2 separate regions of the Rattus norvegicus genome follow, and region 1 is linked to region 2. Evidence: chromatin contacts called from public Hi-C data. All regions are on one chromosome and are shown on one strand. The core of a region is the stretch at or near the end of the contact, and the rest is flanking DNA. Distances in the headings are between cores, read along the strand shown. Region 1 holds the start of Mterf1 (mitochondrial transcription termination factor 1). Region 2 holds the start of Cyp51 (cytochrome P450, family 51).

Evidence for each region. Hi-C and Micro-C count contacts between places; a contact is called where the count stands out from the background.
Region 1: a Hi-C map of Schwann cells shows a contact between it and region 2, with 2.7 times the contacts expected there. The contact joins the promoter of Mterf1 here to the promoter of Cyp51 in region 2. A contact is called at or near these places in 2 of 12 Hi-C or Micro-C datasets (Schwann cells and kidney).

What each region holds. Positions count from the first base shown.
Region 1 is chr4:31,179,741-31,183,853 of GRCr8, forward strand. Mterf1 (mitochondrial transcription termination factor 1) reads left to right here and starts at 1,392. Exons shown (of 3, transcript NM_053499.1): 1 at 1,392-1,477; 2 at 2,906-3,033.
Region 2 is chr4:30,990,032-30,993,880 of GRCr8, forward strand. Cyp51 (cytochrome P450, family 51) reads left to right here and starts at 1,662. Exons shown (of 10, transcript NM_012941.3): 1 at 1,662-1,899; 2 at 3,461-3,559. The coding sequence starts at 1,726. LOC134486558 (a long non-coding RNA gene) reads right to left here and starts at 1,168. Exons shown (of 4, transcript XR_010065758.1): 1 at 1,043-1,168.

The DNA.
Region 1 (4,113 bases), core at 142-2,641, 190 kb after region 2:
GAGTGTAACTACGGGAAGATGTAAGATTTATGTAATTGAGGAGGAAGTAGAAAGGACATTTGTTTATTGACTCCTGGGGTCTATGGATGGTGGTATTTTACCTGTGGGTTCTCTTAGAGAAATGGAGGGCTAATTCCTTTCTGACTGTAATTGGGTTTGTTGAGACTCTAATATGAGTGGCAAAGTCTGTGAACTTCCAATGAAAAGCTAGTAAGGCAGGCATATATGGCACAATAGTCAGTATTACTAATTATTTCATTATTATTAATCTTTGGCTATAAGATGACTGGGACAATTCTGAAGATAGCATGGATGTGGAATTTGAACTACACATTTAGGCTAATTCCCAAGTGTTTTAAGTCTAATTTTAGGGAGGGATTTGTCTTGATGTAGACTCCTCCTTCCAAGTAAGGTCATTTAAAGCCATGTGCATCATCACATATCACCATCCTTTCAATATAGAAATGGTAAAAGAGAAATACTTGCATAGCAGCACAACTTTAATACAAAGTTGGCTTAATAGTCATTAAAAAAAAAAAAAAAACTAAAGGAAGAACCCAGAACAGCATCTTGGGAAATGTCTACCGTACTGCTCCCCGTTCTTTTTTCCTCTTCTTTGCTCCTCGTCTTTTACTCCCTACCTCTGGTCTTCCTGTCCCTCAAATTCTCCAATAGCTCAGCTATACCTGTTCCGCATTGACATCAGTTTCATGGGGACTTAAGCCATCTCCTGGTGTTCATAAATGAAAATCCGTGGGGCATGCTAAAATGAGAATATGCAGGCAGAAGTGAGACCGCGAGAGTTATGGTCCAGAAGGCAGAGGTTGTCTTGCTTTCCCCCGTATTCCTTAATGTGAAACAGGCCTGGAATGCACGGAATGCTCAATAAATAGACACGAATAAACACAGGCAAGGGATATTTTTCAAGTCGTACCCCGTCCCCAAAGCTGTAGAAACTATGGTTAGTAGTTTCCCTTCCCGGGTAGATTATTAATAATTTAAATAATATCCTTCATTCTTTAATCTTTATTCTTATAAACACTAAACCAACCAGAAAAATGCGTGGTGGTGGTCTATAAAGCAAACTAAGAGAAAGAGAAAGAGTGAGACCAAAATCGAACCTCTTCCTTTGGTACAGGCAGAGTATCAGCCCCACTCAGAGGAAAACCTTGGCTATGCCCAGTGGTCCCGAACCAGCCCCACAGAGGAGTTACGACGTCCATAGCAGTCTCTAGCCGCCCCCTGCTGGGCTCCTGAAGACTAGCGAGGATTTAGGCACACCGCGCAGTCAATGACGTCACCTCTGCGCCGGGACGGGGGCCGGAAGTCAGTCATTACTTCCGCCCTCCTATTCCTTCCTTGGCGTGTAGGGGCAGAAGTAAAAGGCGGAAGTAAAAGGTGTCTACCGCGAGCTTTGGTACCGGACGCGAATACAAAGTTGAGTTCAGGCTGGGGTTGGAGAGACGCTGTACCGTTGGTAAGCGGGTTGCTTGTGTCTGCCAAACAGTGCAGTTGCTAAAGAGCATTGCAGAATTTCCCTGGAGGCCTCGATGTGGAATTACGGTGGTTTTGAGTTCAGACTCAATTCCTCTTCATTTCATACAGCAAAGGAGCTCGGCATTGTGTCAGAATTTGTAACTTTACCGACAGTGCCCACCCCTTAGGTTGTTGTATATGTCGGACATTACGAAATAACGTATGTGTAACATTGGGTTCTGGTGTTAAAGTACATTTGTGATACCGCTACCTTTCCCCACCCATGCTTGGAGAAAAGTCTTCTCTTGCCGTTTTCTTTTCATTATGATTGAGAAATGTTTAGTTTGTGAGAGGTTGTGCATCTCACAAAAATGATGTGGCGATATCTAGCCTGGATCTCTTTTATTCTCTACTATACCAGCGATATTTTTGCCTTTTTCTTTTCCAGGTTGGAGGTGTGGTGGTAGAAATATCTGGTCCTTACCTTTTCTGGGGATATCCAAAGTCTCTCTTAACGACAAGCCTGTGGTTCTAAAAACAAACAAACAAACAAAAACAAAACAAAATCCATTCTCCACTTTATGCTGCGTCAAAAAATTAGCTGATTTTGGTACCCCCAATGCGAATGATTAACAGTTTTCTTTAAAAGCCTGTTAGATTTCCAACTGTGGGACAGAAAGGGGGCAGAAGCCTTCCTCTTTGGACCTCACTCATTACAATCACGGAGATTTTTATGATATTCGCTACACTGAACATTCTGCTTTATTTTTAGAGGAAGACTAAAGTCAATTTTTAAAATTTTTTAAATTGCATTATGTTGTATAGTTTTCTTGCTGAACAATCTGTTTTAAAAAGAAGATTGTGTTTAAACAAGGCTTTGCACTACAGCTTGGATTCAAGAAAATGACCCTTTCTGAAAGAAAGTATAGTTTAACAAGATAAGTGAGAATCTAAAAAGGTGTATGTGTGTACAGGCTTGCGCCCTCGATGGTGAATTTGATATAAAAGTAACAAGTACTGCGGGGAGGGAGGGTCTAACAAGAAGGGGACAGGAATATGAGAATTATGAGGAAAAGCAATAGGACGTTTCTAATATAGAATTTAGAGTTATATAAAACATATATGTATTTGCATATGAGTGACATGAAAGCAAAAGAGGGACTTTGATATATATATATTAAAAATCCTCATGGGGATGTTTATCACAAGTGACATTAATCAGGAGGCCTGCTTGGGGGTCTGCATAGATGCTCAGTTCACTTTTGTATGTGCTGATTCATTTAGAAGATGCTTATTTGGTGATAAGTTATATAAAGAGAAACAGAATCTACTGGTGACAGGTCTAGCAGAAACCATAATGGATTTTTTTAATCCATTTTTTAAGAGTCTTATCAAACCTTTTTGTTTCCTTTTGGTTCATCGGTATAAGGATTTCTCTTGAATGTTCTGTGGATGTTCATCTGTCTACCATGATGCTAAGCATCTGAAGAGAACGCACTGTATAGGGTAGTAATCTTTAACCCTAAAGGCTTCGTATGTGTATGGCTTTTATGTATGGTATGTATGACTGATTTTTTTTTAAAAATCTACCTATCATTTAATGATGTATGTGTTATAAGACTTATAAAAAAGTAGAAATCTTCACAAGATAAGACAAGCATAATTGAAAAATTTATACTATGTTCTCTCCTTATGCCCTATTGGATCATTTTGCATGCTTATTTATAAAGATCTTTATAAAACTTGTCTGATTGTAATCTGATAGTGTTCTGTCCTGTTATCCAGCAGAGGTCACCCATGTGTCTCTGAAAAGAAAAAGGTTGAATTGTACAAGGTAGGGCCTTCATTCTTTTTCTTATTATGTATATTTTTATTAATTACTTGAGAATTTAATACACGGTGTCTTGATCAAATTCACCCCAGTCCTCCAGCTGCTCTTAGATTCACATTGCATTCCATCACCAGTCAACTTTGTGTTCTCGCTCTCTCTTTTAAGGCACTGAGTTCGGTTAGTGTTGCCTGTATTCCTTTAGTGATCAAGCTATCATCAGAATGTTTGATATACTGGAAACCACAGCCTTGAATGAAAAAATAAATCAAAGGAAGACATGGCCATTCCTGAGTTTGGTGGAGGAGAAGGGTTATTGTAGACATGAGGGAACAGCCAAAGGCCTTTAGAAGAATCTAGAGTGGACATGAGTGGCAGACTGAGCTGGGCCATGTGAGGAGAGAGGACCCTTGAGCAGCAGCCAAGAGGCCAAAGGGCAAAAAGGACCAAAAAGACTGATGTTGCCAAAATGGCTAGATTATATATGGAAGAACAGCTGGGGGAAGGGCAGCCCAGCCTCTGGGCTGGAGAGTTGAGGTAGGGGTGCTATATGTTAGCCAGGAGTACCCTGTAACAGGTAAGGGACTGAGGGATGATGGGAGAACCTGACAGCCAGGTCAGCTTTAATATGTTTAATGAACACTTCAGCTAGTGTTCTTGACAAACTCTTATTCCAGGCTTAAGACCTAAGAAATTTTAAATTAGAAAACTAATTCCTCCTCCTCTTCCTCCTCTTCCTCCTCCTCCTCCTCCTCTTCCTCCTCCTCTTCCTCTTCCTCCTCCTTCTCCTCCTCCTCCTTCTCCTTCTC
Region 2 (3,849 bases), core at 412-2,911:
CAGAGGTGTCAGCCTCGAAACTCAAAAGTCAGAGGGTTATATAGAGAAGGCTAGGGGGTTTTGGCGTGGTTACATACAATTGGCTCATTCAAACATAGCAGTGAGAACAAAGCAGAAAGAGTATGTGTTAGAAGTCAGGGGCTTATCAGGGTCTGGAGGATGGCCCTGAGTGAGCTGGGGGGGAGATGTCTTTCTGCCAGACGTCCCATGAATCAGTCCCATTAACTCAGGCTGGTTCCTGCATTCCTTTTCTTTATGGCTTGCCAGTCCTGCCTGGACAGTGTTTCCTGTGCTCCTTTATCTTTATGGCCTGCTAGTCCTGGCTGCAGGGCTTAGCCCTAGGTCTGTGGCCTTTTGGGGTTTATTCTTTTAATTTTTATATTTCTAAACCTAGAATTCGTATAATTTTCTTTTCAGTTACAAGATTTAGTGACTGATAAGAGGCAGAATACTGTTATAGAGTGGTGTCCGTCCAACATAGGCACTACATAGACTTCCTACTAGGCACTTCCTCAACAGGTGGGTGGCAGAGCCATCCTCGGGAAAAGGCAATGAGTTTAGTAGTGGGCTTTACTGACTGGCTACGATAAAATGTGAGTTCTCTAGGTAGAATTATCTAGAAGGCAGCTGGACGGTCTTACAGTTCCTGGAGGTCCTTGCAGTTTTACCAGTCACTGCACTATCATCTCCAAGCTTAGTCAAAAACCTAGCTCTTATCACTGGTTGAATAAATAAATGTAGCTCGTCAGGACCTCAGGTTAAAGATCTGGAAGGAGGGTTAATTTGGAAGCATATCACCAGAAATGCTTTATTTGAAGTCACATGAGATCAGGGTAACCCCTGCTTCAGATCCAGCAAACTGGCTATCAGAACAGGGGTTTGGAGACCTCTGCCTCAGTTTTATGGCCTGTATATATTTTGGAAGACTTGTTTTGGTACAACAGCACACTAAACAACTATCACTTGGTAACAATATGGCCCTACACGAACAACATGTCAAACAGATTGTAACTGGGCAATACCGCTGAACCAACGGTCTCACCCTCCAGTTTGCATCGGCCGGATTGTATTTTCTCCAGGATTCTCCTCGCAAGGCTCATGGAGGGAAGGTCTCACGGATTGCTGGGAGGCGACACCCCCGCTGAATAGCTGCAGAGGCCGGCGCCCCACAGAGGGGGCGGTGCCCGGACCGCCAGCTCTGCTGACGCCACATAGGCCGAGATCACCTCAGCAGCGCGCGGTGCAATCACAGAGCGCCTTCGCCTCTGCCGCTGTCGGCCACCACGCTGGTCCAGAGATCCCTCCGCCAGGCTCCGCCAGGCTCGTCTGTGCCCGCCCCCCGGGGCCGTGCTCGTCCGGCACGCGGTCCTTCCTAGTCTGCGGTTCTCAAGGCGTGGTCATTCTTGGAGCCCTCACTTTCTTCGCCGTGTCCCAGGGCCACGGTAGAGGCCGCTTCCTCAGGTCCCTTTGTTGCTCAAGGACCCCCCCCCGCACCCCCCTCAAGTACCTAGCTGGAGGCGTGACGCAGAAAGCCCCGCCCCGTCTGTGACGTCCTGGTGGCGCGCGGGCCGGCTGTGGGTGTGGGAAGGGCCCGGGTCAGTCGACACCCGGAGGCCGGGGCCGCCTCCCGACGCCCACCTACTAGCTTCTCCAGCTCCATCTTTCCCGAGAAGCGGCAGGGACCTCGGCCTCCAGCTTACCGGGCGGATCGAAGCAGCGGTCGGGATGGTACTGCTGGGCTTGCTGCAGTCAGGCGGCTCGGTGCTCGGGCAGGCGATGGAGCAGGTGACAGGAGGCAACCTGCTTTCCACGCTGCTCATCGCCTGCGCCTTCACGCTTAGCCTTGTCTACCTGTTCCGCCTCGCAGTGGGCCACATGGTCCAGCTGCCCGCTGGAGCGGTAAGTGCACCCCAGGGGCCCTCGGTCTGTGCCCCGGCTAAGCGGGCGGGCTCGGGAGCGCTCGCCCTGGCGGGCGCGCGGTAAGCTGGGGTGGCGGCTGCAGATGCCAGTCCTGATCTCGGCTGTCGCGATGGTCTTTCTGGTCCGGTCGCTGGAACCCGAACTCGGAGGCTGTGCTGGCCGTTGCAGTTTCTGCTGTGGCAGCGGCTTTGAACTTCTGGTTAGGATCGTGCTTTGCAGCGTTTGTGCTTTTCAGTGATGGAAGTGCAGACTGGCGGTGGGTGGATTTGCCTACTTAGATTGCCTTGCTCATAGCTCTAAGTGCAGAGCACTGTACTGATTTTTGCTGTAGGTTGTCAAAGGTGTTTGGGCTCCTTGTGAGTACCTTGGTGGCAAGTTAAGGGACAGCTGCATCCCCGGTGGCCATCACTCTCGATACTACTTTGTGTGTTTAGTGTACCGTGGGCTATTGGGCATAATGATGATTAATATCAATGTCAGGGAGATTGCAGACAGGTAAGTGACTTAAGAGTGTGGTAAGCGCTTTCTGGACTGTTAACATACCAGTTTCTCTAGTTTAACGCTACACCAAACCAGTTGTTTCAAGCCTCCCAAATATATTTGATGAATACCCTTGTAATCAACGCTCAGTAGCTTTGAAAAACATCCCTTGGAAACTGACAGTGGCATGTAAAAACTTAACTGCACTGTCTCCAACTTTAGGTCCCAACCAAGTTGCTTTAAAAGTAATCTTTGAACCCAAGCCATCGCTAGGCAGTTACTGTTTCTTACTTTTATTAGAGACAATATTTTAAAAGCTTATGTTGCCAAGGCTCACCTTGGCTCTTCTTCCAGCCTTCACCCCTTGGGTGTGCATTTCATACCCAACTTCCTTGTATCTTTGAGGAGGTAGTGTTTGAAACTAGGAAGATAAGTGCCGTGTGGTTTGTGTGTTTCAAGATTACTAAAGATTAGAAGAGCCTAATCCATTTTCATCGTTGAAGGTTTATTTTCACAGTCTTGCAACGTGCAGGTCTCATTTTGTGGCTTCCAAAGCCCCTTTAAGACTGCTACAGAATTCCTACTGAAGCGGGGTGGGGTGGGGTTCATTCCCATTAATACTGGTGGATCTAGAATCAGAGGAGCATGACATACTGACTTTCCCATGTAAATTCAAGAAACATTTTCTTTTTTGTGAGTTACTGTTTTTCTGTTCCAGAAAATAATAGGCAAGACTCTGGGATTGAAGGGAACCGGAGTAGACTGCAGAAACGACAGAACTAGTCATCAACTCTCCTTTTTGTTTGCTCCTCTAATGGCTAGAAAAGTTGCCTGAAGCCTCCAACACTGTTGGATGTTGTCAGTGGTTTCCCAGTGTTGAAAATTGCAGTACTTTTCTTCATGTCTAGTCATTTCTATTCTGAGTTTGTTCTTTTGGGCTATAACTTCTCTAAATGTGCTCTGTGATTCTTTTTTAAAAAGCACAGCTCTCAAGGCGGCTACCAAATGAAGCTTGCCTTTTAATAGAACGAAAACTAACATTTTCGTTTTTCTTTTGCAGAAAAGTCCGCCATATATTTACTCTCCAATTCCGTTCCTTGGCCACGCGATAGCATTTGGGAAAAGTCCAATTGAGTTCCTGGAAAATGCATATGAGAAGGTAAGTCTTCTAAATAACCAGAGGCAGAGAATCTAGTGTAGAGGAGTGCTTTTCTTTAAATAGGCCATTTATAAAGATTGTACCCTCCCTGCTTGCTGGCAGTATTGAAAACAAAATGAAAAGACCTTTTTGACTCAGCCTCCCAGAGTGTCTGTCCTGGGATGTCTCTGACCTGGGAAACCTGCAGTTAGAAAATTACTTTTTAAAAAACAGTCTTACATGTTATTCTCACTCGTTATAGTCAAAAGTTGACACCCACTTTTCTTAATCATGTATCTTTGGAATGTTGT